Regions from separate parts of the Anas platyrhynchos genome. Here region 2 is linked to region 1. Evidence: chromatin contacts called from public Hi-C data. All regions are on one chromosome and are shown on one strand. Each heading gives the region's core, a stretch centred on a gene start, on an enhancer-like site or on the middle of the called end of the contact. The rest is flanking DNA. Distances are from core to core; before and after follow the strand shown.

Region 1 (5,195 bases), core at 2,648-5,147:
CTGACTCTTCCAGGTTCCTTCTGAGACTAGTGTAAAATCAATGCATTTGTGCTCTCGGTTTTCCTCTCTGTAACCGCGTCCTTTTGACAAAAACTCATTGCTGCACAGGTTTCTTCCTGAATGAGAGATCTTTAATCCAAATGAAGAGATACATGGCAATACAGCAGGAATTTAAACATTCTTTAAATTGCAGCAGCGCTGCCCTGACTCTCCTGGAGCAGGCAAAGTTTAAGGACGGGGATTAGCTCATTCGTGCCTGACAGAGCTCTATCTCCAAAACTGGACTATTATTTAAACAAATATAAATACCTTTAGTACATCTTATCTTTCAATCTACCCTGCCTCCCAGCCCTCATAAACTGAACTTTTGTTGGAAGCTTTGTCATTTATAAAGAAAGAAAGAAATGTATCTGAGGACATCTTCAGTCCTGCAGCAATTCTGCCCTCAGCAGTACTCAGCTCCGACTGGGAACGCAGCTTGTGAGTTTGGGTAACATTACATGGCCTACAGCACAACAAGAAAATAGGATCTAACGATGTGGATAAGTTTCGTAACTAGAAGAATAGTAGAATAAACAGCCACAGGAGGCTGGAGAAATCAGCGTCACGAGGGACAGTCAAGACAAGATCTAACGTCTATCCTGCCTGCAAGAACTTGAGTCAAGCCGGTGCAGGAGCTAGCTCACCCGAGAAAATCGATTCTTAGGGTCTCATAAAACCAACTGAACTGTGCTGTCCGAATTAAAACAGCAGAAATCTGTAACAGGTCTAACACTTTGTGCTTACAGTGCCCAGCTCCTAGCAGGAGCTGCGGAGGCACTGCGGGAGCAGGGGACGCACAACAAATTTCAGGAAGAGCTCCGGGAGTTTGCCCCGCCAGAGGAAGGTATGATCTTAAGTGTCAAAAATGCACAACAGTTCTTTCAGTAGAAAACACACTTTGCTTTGAGAAACATTAGAAATAAACAACAAATTTGATATTTGTCCTGAAATCTGCTGCTTTTTGCATTAGAATGTATAGCAGCCAATTCCAATGCATTGGCTCGATCCAGAAAAGCCCTTCTGTATTCAGCTGTCCAACAGCACAGACAGTTAAGAAGTTTCTGTTCGGAGGCACTCGTCTTAAAAACTTAGTGCTTAAATTTGGCCTAACAGGAAAATGGAAAATGCTGAGTAAGAGCTGATCATTTTCTCAACTCCCTGCGCGTAACCAGCTCGGGACTGTTAGCTGCTCGCAGAGCTGCGTGCGGCAGCGAGCAGCGGGGGCTCGGGAGCCGTGCCGAGCCTGGCTCCTTCCATCAGAGGCAGAGCCCCAGCTCCCCTGGGAACAGAGGTGTAGCCCAGCACCAGCTTCCTCCTTCTCTGCCCCCCAGCTTATCTGCCACTGTCCCCCAAGCACAGAAGCACAGAAACAAACACCTCTCAACAGAGAAACTCCATCTACAGTTTTTTCGGAAAATGTCTCAAGAGAAAGGATAAGGGAGCTGTTCGTGTGCCTCTCACCTGGCCGGCTGCAGGAGAGCTTCCTGAGCAGTGACCGAGTTACCAGCATCCAACAGACATGCTACTTTCTGATGTTTGTTCCTGTAAACTACAAACATAAGAAAGGCTGAATCATAGCTTAGAGAACAGAAACTCCTTAAGGAAAAAATAAATAAATTAATTAAAGCTTCCTCCCTTACTTTTTCTTCCTCCCTCCCACTTCAGAGTCGGAGTTACTTTGCCAAGGACCGGCCCCGGTTTGGACAGCACACCTCGCTCTACACGTTGGGAACAGCAAGAAGTGCAAAATCCGAAAACGCCAAACAACCACCTCCTCCCCACACAATACCCAAGCGGCAGCTAAAGCAAGTGATTAGAGGAAATAAAATGAGGCAACAAGAACTGGCTGAAGCTTCCAGCCCTGCTCTTTGCTGGCTTTCTCTTGGGGTTTTTGTTTTTGTTTTTCTCTGAGTCACAGAGAAAGTGAAAAGACCAACAGAAATCCTGCTCCCTGATCACAGCACCGAGCCAGATGCAGCTAGAGTTTCAGCTCTGCCTTTAAGCTAGCTTCAAACGTGCCTTCCAAATAAAACAAGCTACTTTTTTTAACCTAGTCATAAAGTTTATTAAAATTGTTCATTAATGCTTCAAACGTAGCAAGAATGCATAGATCCCAAAATATACATATGTATTTTCTTATAGAAATAGATTATTCTTTATAATAAAAAAAAAAACAAACGTAGGAACATCTTTAACAGATTACTCAATCCATGACTGACAGTTACACGAGATTGCATCATGTACGCAGCATTCCCAGCCATGCTTCAAGGATTGCATCACTTCGCCCTGCTCTCCTCTCGCTGTGTTAAATACCCCCAGCGCCCAGCAGCCCGCAGAGCCCCGCGGCCGCCGGCCCCCGACCCCCGACCCCCGGCGCGCCCCCGCGCCCAGGCGGCCTCACCGGGCCCCTCCGCCGACGCGTAAATAAAGAGCAAACCGAGCAGAAAACCCCGCCGAGCCCGGGGGGAGCCCCGGGGGCACGCTGCGAGCCCCCAGCCCCGGGCTCCCCCGGCATGGGGGGTGGGGGGGGGCGCAGCGGGGAGCCGGCCACCGGCGCTCCCCTCCGGCCGGCCCCGGGGAAAGGGGGTCAGCAGCGCGGCGAGGAGGCGAGCAGGGGCTCGGGCAGCTGTTTGAACAAGTTCCTGAGGGTGCTGAGCTCCCGGGAGAGCTGCTCCACCTTCTTCTGCAGCCGCTCGTTCTCGGCCGTCAGTTCCAAGACTTTGTGCTGCGTCTCCAGGTTGCGCATTTTGGCTTTGTCGCGGCTCTTGCGCACCGCGATGTTGTTCCTCTCCCGGCGCAGCTTGTACTCGTCGCTGTGCTTGTCCACGCACTTCTTGGGCTTGTTCTTGCCCGCGGGGGGGGCCGAGTAGCCCCCGCCGGCCGCGGCCGACTTGGAGGACTCGGAGGGGTTGGGGGTGCCGGGGGGGCTGGAGGAGGACGAGGTGGACAGGTTCCCGCTGCTGCCGCTCGGCACCGACTGGTAGCCCAGGTAGGAGCGCACGGTGCTGCCGTAGGGCGAGGACATGCCCCCCGGTCCCGGCCCGGCCCCCCCTTCTTCCTTACGGGGCCCTTTGCAAGAGTCCAGGGTCTCGAAGACCGGCTCGGCTTTGGTCTCCACGATCTGGGGCGGGAAGCAGCCCGGCAGCCCCCCCGGCTTGTGGCTCTGGCTGCCGCACGGGTGGCCGTGCCGGCCGAGGCTGATGTAGGTGTAGTCGGGCTTCTTGCCGCCGCTGCCTTTATAGTCCTCGGCGAAGAGATCGGAAAGGAAATCTTGGCCGCCGCCGCTGCTGCACGGAGGCTCAAAGTTGCCCCCTGCTGCTGCTGCGGGAGGAGGCGGCTGCGCCGGCTGCTGGGATGCTAAGGGGTCCAGGTAGGGGCTGAAGTCGATGGCTCGCTCGTGGTCCCCTACGGTCAGCTCGGTCATGGAGCGGCCCCCGGCCGCCCGCGGGTGCAGCTTGTTGAGAGCAGCCAGACAGTCCGCCTCGTAATAGAAATTCGCCACTTCCATGGATTTAAAGGCGGGCGGCTGGATGGGGAGGCATGCTGCGTCCCAGGCCACCAGGCGTTGCATGAAAGCAAAGGGGGATGCGGGGAGGAGAAGACGGCGCAGGGGGCCCCCCCGGCAGAGGATCGAGCTGCCGCCGTCGGGGTGGGGGGCTCCGGACCCTGCCTCGGGCTCCGGCGCTGGGCACCGCGGCTGCTGCGCTGCCCCCCCCGGCGCCGGCTCAGTCCCTGCGGCTCGGCGGGGCTCTGCCGCTCCGGGTGCTGCGGCTGGAGCTGGCGCTTCTCCTGCGGACCATCTGGTTGCGGGGCCCGCGTCCTAAAAGCCTCTGCCTTAGGAAAGTTCCTCCGCTCGGTTATTTATAGGGGCGGCCGATCCCATAGCAACAGGCGCGTCACCGCCTGGCCGCCTGCCACGCCGAGCTGCCGCCGGCCCCGGCCCGCGGGTGCGGAGCGGGTGCGGAGCGGCTGCGGGGGCCGGCACCGCCGCCGGGACCGCCCGGAGCGGGGCTGGGACCGCAGGTGCCCCCCGCTCCCTGCCCGGCCCCGGGGAGGGGGCAGCGATGGGCCCCGGGGGGGTGCGGAGCAGCCCCGCACCCTGCGGGGTGCGCGCGTTTGGGGACGCAGGGGTGCAGCGCTCCCCGCCCCGCCGGGCTCTGTTTGCCCCCGGGGAAAAGCAGGCAGCGAGGGGTTATTCAGCTGGCTGGTTTGGCTTTTTCCAAGCTCTTTTGGCAAAGCGGGGGAGCGCTGCGAACGGAGGGCAGAGCGCGGTGCTCGCCGTGCGGTGCTCGGGGGAGGAACAGCCGGCGGCAGCTCTGCGGGCAGGGGAGCGCAGCGGCGTTGTCCAGGGGCCGGCAGGGAGCAGGGAGAAGCGGCTCCGGGCTCCCTGCTCGCCGCTGGAGCAGTCACAGCAAAGCCACAGCTCCCCTCCCCAGCCCTTCGTGCCGGGATGGTGGCCTTAAAGTTTGTCTCGGCGTATTTACTTTGCACGATGTGGTGCAACTGTCAGGGTACACAAACGATAGGGGATCTGTGCCCTGGACCCAAAGGGGACCCAGGCGGTTCTGAAGCAGGCCGGTACGTGCACGGCAACATGAGAGCCCAGAGCCTGCAGAATGGCAGGGTAAGTTTGGGAAGGAAGACTGAATCTTGATGTCCGTTTTAATTAAAGACACCCACCTTGGGAATCAAACTTATATTTTCACTCTCTTACTCCCACATTTACCTGTCTACAAGCCGGTGATTCATCGCCAGAATAAAGGACATTAATTTAAAACAAAACATATAATTAAAGGAAGTAGGAGTGTCCTTCGCCTCAGTAAAGAAGACCTAGCACTGCAGGGAAAATGACACTGCCTCTTAGAATAATGTGAAGCAATCCTGCGGTGTGGGAAATATTGTAACGTTAAGCCAGAGGAACAGGTATTGCATTATACGATTCAAACAGTCAACTGTTCATAATGTTCAAACCTCAGAACTTTGAAAAGAGGAAGAATTCAGAAATCAGTCAGTGGACCATCACAATTTGTCTTTCTTGCATTTTTTTTTTAGTTTTCTTTGCCTTTTCTTCTCGCGTTTTAAAGAGATTTTTCTTTCCATAACAAAAGTACCCTAACTGGTTTTCAGGCTTCAAATATTTCTAGTTCCATCTT
Region 2 (5,624 bases), core at 534-3,033, 160 kb before region 1:
ATTTAAAAGCAGGATGTAGTTAGAAACTGAATTACATGATGTAGATGCACATACTTACTAACCAACCTTAAAATACAAACAGCAAGAAAAAAATAAAACACAAAAAACCCACCTCTCAGGCTTGTCAACAGTTGGATGCAAATCACTGGATTTTTTTTTTTTTTTTTTTTAAGTTAGTTCTCAATCAAACCTCATTCTGTCCCCCAGTCTGAGCAGATTACTGAGTCACATCATTCAAAGAAAGCAGGACAAAAATATCACTGAATGCTACATTGAAAATATGCCACAGGCCCTCATTCTGTATTAATCTTACAGCTCCTTACATATTTCACTTCTGTAACTCAGTTGCACCCGTAGCAGTACACCACCTCCATTACAGAGCTATATTACTCAAAATCATTTCCTGAGCACTGAGCCTGCAACACACCAAATCGTCAAGAACAGTTTAGCAAAAACATAACGTCACATATGCACATGACTTTCAACTGATAGAGTTAGCAAGTGCTGGAACCCTGCAGGAAATGCAGTCCTCTAACAAAAAATGGGCTTTTCTGAAAAACATACTCAAAATTGCATGCTTATTCTCCAATTGCCAAACTGCTGGAGATATTCATCCTGCAAGCTACTGCTTTTAAAACTTGCCTACAGTAATTCTGAAACTGAAGCTCATTTATTACATTTTCGTAAATCCATTTTTTTTTGTTAATGTCTACTGCCAGAGAAATACAGTGAGAGGGATGCAAAGCCCAAGTTTTACATTACAAATATGATTTTAAAACTCATTGGAATATGCAATGTGGAAGCTTAAGCATTCAAATGGATTTTACAGTAATGCTGCCCGATCTGACTGAGCACATCCACCCAGCCATTAGCATGCTTCGTCTTCTCTCAGCCCTCATTTTGGATAAGCGCACACAGAACTTGCTGAAGACAAAGGGCCTAACTTCGGGTCCCCGCACCTCCGAAGCTGTGCGTGGTTCGCAAATAACCTTACCATCGCAAAAACGTTTGCCACACGGCTTTTTAGGAACGTCACAACCAGGCTAAATCAACCAAGTAATAAAAAGCAGCACCAGATCCCTGCACGAGTATCCCTAACAAGCCATTTTGGGGGGATCTGCTCTGCTATTACAGCGACCAAAACCTAGGTGCGTGCAACGCCGCTCGCCATCGTTTCTGTTTAAAGAAAGCAGCAGGAGCTCGGCTTTGCTCCCCGAGGTCAGGAAGCAGCTCTGGAAGGCTGCTGAGCACTCAGGGCCGCGCTCAGCCCACCGAGGAGCCCCCAGCAGCGGGGCAGGAGCGCCCCGAGGGCTGCTCGGGGACCCCAGGCGCTCGGTAAGGCAGAGGGGAGCCCCCAGGAGCCTCCTCTCCTCCTCCTCCCTCAGCGAAAGGGGAAGGAGGGCAGGCAAGCCGCGAGGGGAGACGCAGCGCAGAGCCCCCCCGGCCCTCAGCAGCGGGTACAGGCAGAGGGACCAGCGCTCCCCCCCCCCCCCCCCCCCCAGCACCGCGGGGCAGAGCCGAGCCGGCTGCCCCTCACCTGGTACATGGCGGCCCAGCTGGCGGCCTGGTCCAGCCGGTGGAACTCCTTCTCCATCTCCATGGCGGGGACGCCGAGCACTGCCCGGCCCGGCCGCCACCACCACCCCCTTGTGCCCCCCAGCAGCAGCACCCCGCTGCCTCCCCGGGCTCCGGGCTGCTGCCGAGGCCGCCGCCGCCTGGCTCGGCACGCCGCTCCTCCCCGCTCCACCGCCGGAACTACGCCGCCCTCCCCGGCGACGCGATGTCCGGGGCGGCCACAACCGCAGCCGGGGGGCTGGGGGGGAGAGAGGGGGCGAGGGTAGACCAGAGCGCCCCAGGGTGGGTCGGGGCGGGCCGCCTCCTCCTCCTTCTCCTCCTCCTCCTCGCCTCAGGGCCGCTGTCCCCGCCGCCCCCTTTCTCCCCCCCGAGGCGACGAGGAGCCAAAAATCAGGCAAAATGAGGCAAAAAGGGGTGATTTCGGGTGCCTCGGCGCTGCCCCGCCAGGTAGGGCGCTCCCCGCAGGGCTGTGAGGGGAGCGGGCAGCGCCCCGGGGTCGTGTGCGGGAGGACGGGCAGGGAGCCCGCCAAAAGTTGTCGCCCCCCCGGGGAAGGGGCTGTGAGGGGGGCAGCCCCTCCGGGCAGGTGGCCGTGCTGGGGGTGCTGAGCCCCGGTGTGCCCTGACCTGGAGGGCTGGAGGCAGCTCTGTGTGTGTTCAGGAGATGGAGGAGTTGTTATTTGCTCTTACACAGGCTGCACGCTGAGGTGGGTGCTGTCAGTTGAAGGAATGAGTGCCATGAGAAAATCAGAATGGATTTCAGTCACCTGTCCTCTGTTCTCGCGTTCCTACTCAGAAATGGCCTTTACTATCCACGTCCTGTCCCAGCAGGTAAACGTTTGCCATCCTACCCCACCCTAAAACACAACACTGAGTAAAGCCTCAGCCTACACGTCTGGTACTGGGGAGCCAACGTGCTCTTCCTGAGGTCAAGACAAGGCGTTCCAAACATACGGACACAGTTATCCCACGCGTAATGCTAGAGCCCGCTTCGTTTCCAACGTGAGGAATTTTACTTCTCATGTCAGCCAACTTCTGTTTATTAGATTACTGTTTCTCAGGCTTTGTGCCCGTGTTGCTTCTGAGGGTTGGTGTAGGCTTGGTGTACCTGGTGTCTCTGCAGCATCAGCGCTGACCCAAAATGAGATAGGGGGTTTGTGTGGTAGATGTTTTTCAAGTGAATGTGCTCACAAATCCCCTAGGCACAATATGGATTTAAGACAGAGTGGTAGGGTTCTCAACAGGCAGGATATATCAATGTCACTGAAGACAGAGGTATTTCGTCCCTTAGCTGCAGCCCTTGCACCACTTGGCTGTTCCTGCTAGCAGAAGCTTTTCCATTGCTTTTCCTAATCATTTGACCGGAGTCTTTGGAAGACTGTGTTTCAGTGTTCAGCCCCAAAGTGCCACCCTACTTGAGCCTTGCTTAATGGGCTACTAAAGGGCAAACGGATGCTCTCTGGGAAGAGAGGACTAGTCAGAGACATGAGCTGCGCGGCCCAGAATTTGGGGAAAGGGTTAATGGGAATGCCAACAGTAAAGGCAAGCTACAGAAAGCAGCTTAATTGGATAAATGGTTTAAGCTAGATAAACAATGAAACATTATTCTCTAATCACGTGCTACAATAGAATGGAGGCATTAGCAGGTGGTATTAAAAAGTTTTTTTTTGCCTTTCTTACTGCTTTCTCTTGACCTGATTTTTGGAACTAGGCAGATGCAATGTTAGCCCTGTGAATGAAAGTGTTTCTGCTTGTTGAGAGATTGATTTTCAGGGCACTAAAAGCACTGGATAGGGGACTGCATCTTCTCTCCTAATCTGTCTGCTGTGAGGCAGTATCCTTATCTTGAGAACAGGTGGTGAATTTTTAACCTTCTGGACCTGGGGAGATAAAGACAAATTTAGCAACTTTGCTGCTTTCCCTTTTTCCTGTGATTTCAAGGTTAAGAATTATGATCATATCTGGGGAGTCTTGCTGTGTTTCAGTGACTCCATACAGAAAGGTAAGTATTCATATGGTCCCCAGAGAGCAATGCCCGTGGATGGCCATCGTTCATGCAGGTGTAAACCTGATTGTGCCCAGAACAGGTTGGAGCTTGTGATGCTATAGCTACATGCAACTGAATTACTGCAATGTGTAAACATTTTATAAAGGAAGATAGCACAGAGTCTTTTATGCTTATGTCACCTGAACGGGTGTAATAAATATAAGCAGTGCAGGTTCTTCAGTCAGTCAGCAGTATGTTCTGCTAAATGTGTACTCTTGTCACAGCAGTAATTGTCTTGAATGACAAAAACTCATATATTGCCCCGAACAAATTCATATTTTACTGTAGATTTTGCAGAGTAACCCAAAAAATAAGAGATTATAGAAGTTGGTAGTTTTTTACATAAATGCTCAGTCTATCACAGTTGCAATAAGTGTGACCAATAACACTTTACAATGTGTCAGTCAGGTTCAGTGAAAGTTCTTGCTACGCAACTGGAAATTTTGGAGGGGATAGACCACATTGTCAACAGTTGCTTTTGCATATATATGCTTGTACAAAAGAGGTAAAGAACAATTTGCAGCAGTGATATACATTGTCATATTTCAGAAAAGCACAGATAACTGGCTTGCATGCTATTGAATCCTTTTGGCTTTATTTTTACATACAATTGCATGCAATGACATCCATAGCAAGCCCCTTCCCCCCCAAACTGGGATGCTCACCATGTACAGTTGGATACTAGTTTATATTAAACAATAAGCTTCAAATCTTTGACATTTTGTACTGCTACAGCAATGTAAAGGGCACATAAGGCCACCTTATGAAAACATCAAGTGCATTCTGTCTGTAGAAGATTCTGGAAGGTTCTAGAATTCCTCCTGCTGAGTTGGGGAGACCGCCCTCCCTTTTTTTTTAAAACAGTTGTAGGGATTAATAGTAATTTTTATATGGTCCCTAATATACGCTAGGCACTAGCTACCCACAAAATAATGTGAAGCAGCCTGGGCTTAAAATGAACATTAACAGAACAATGAAACTAACTCTATTATTTTTATTTCATTTGAAGCCCATAAAATGACATACTCAGCTTAATCACGTTAAAGTCTTTAATTTGCATTTCTGTTAACAATATTCAGCATTTTGAGATGGCCTAGTTTAAAGTGCCCAATGTCATAAATCCCAATTAAACTGTCGGCAAATATGATACATTTTGTTTCTTCACTGTTTGATTTTTGAATACAGCTTTATAGTTGTATTAAGCCAGTTCTAGCAGGCTGTATCTCCAACGTACAACTGGGGAGTATTTATTCACATTCAACACGCTTTATGCAGTTGCCTGTACATCCTTGTTCCATTATTCTATGTTAACATCTCCTTTTATTTAGCAGAAACATAACCTCATGTTAAACAGAGCTCAGACTTTCATCCTCTAATGCATCCTTTTGGTATTACATCTTGGGCATTCCTTTTGTTTTCTCTTTTGTTTCAGTTAAGCATTTGGGAATGTTATTGTGGAAAGTTCGTTTCTGCATTGATTTTGCTCTTGCTAATATTACAACATCACACAAGGCTCTAATGATTCACATAATATCCCTTCAGTACTCTGAAGAACCTGCAGGTTCACAAACAAAATCCAGTGCAACTGGATGTTGTCACGTGGTGTAGACTGTTTTGCTCCTGATTTTGTTCTGATGTTAGCATCAGCTTTACAGTGATAAAATCATTCTTGATTTACGTAACTGTATGCAAGATCAGGATCAAGCCTGGTATCTTCTACCTCTGTGTGTCTTCTATGGTAAAGCTTGCATTTTTTTTAATACTAAGCTTACATACAGAAATTAATATTCAGGCTCAGCTACCTTTAAAGTTCCCTGGAGAGGTAACTGGTTAAGAATTGAACTCGATAAAAATAGTATGGTTAGTGGAGATTCAGGATGAAAGGCTACACTTGGAAGCAGTAGAAACTATGAAATATTCTGTAGTGAGGTGAAAAAGCCAGATCACTTTTTCTTGTAGAAAGAGAGAAGTTAGGATCGACATGGGTTGAGGAGAAAATTACTGC

What was found. Hi-C and Micro-C count contacts between places; a contact is called where the count stands out from the background.
Region 2: a contact with region 1 is called in a Hi-C map of F1 follicle, with 6 times the contacts expected there. The contact joins the promoter of LOC113841945 here to the promoter of CEBPB in region 1. A contact is called at or near these places in 6 of 8 Hi-C or Micro-C datasets (F1 follicle, liver, skeletal muscle and 2 more).

What each region holds. Positions count from the first base shown.
Region 1 is chr21:10,116,272-10,121,466 of IASCAAS_PekinDuck_T2T, reverse strand. CEBPB (CCAAT enhancer binding protein beta) reads right to left here and starts at 3,897. Exons shown (of 1, transcript XM_072026611.1): 1 at 2,083-3,897. The coding sequence starts at 3,613. The coding sequence ends at 2,630. The region is part of intron 5 of LOC113841945; the gene reads left to right.
Region 2 is chr21:10,276,951-10,282,574 of IASCAAS_PekinDuck_T2T, reverse strand. LOC113841945 reads left to right here and starts at 1,783. Exons shown (of 7, transcript XM_072026615.1): 1 at 1,783-2,022; 2 at 2,267-2,403. It overlaps PTPN1 (protein tyrosine phosphatase non-receptor type 1), which reads right to left and starts at 1,780. Exons shown (of 9, transcript XM_027473150.3): 1 at 1,538-1,780. The coding sequence starts at 1,600.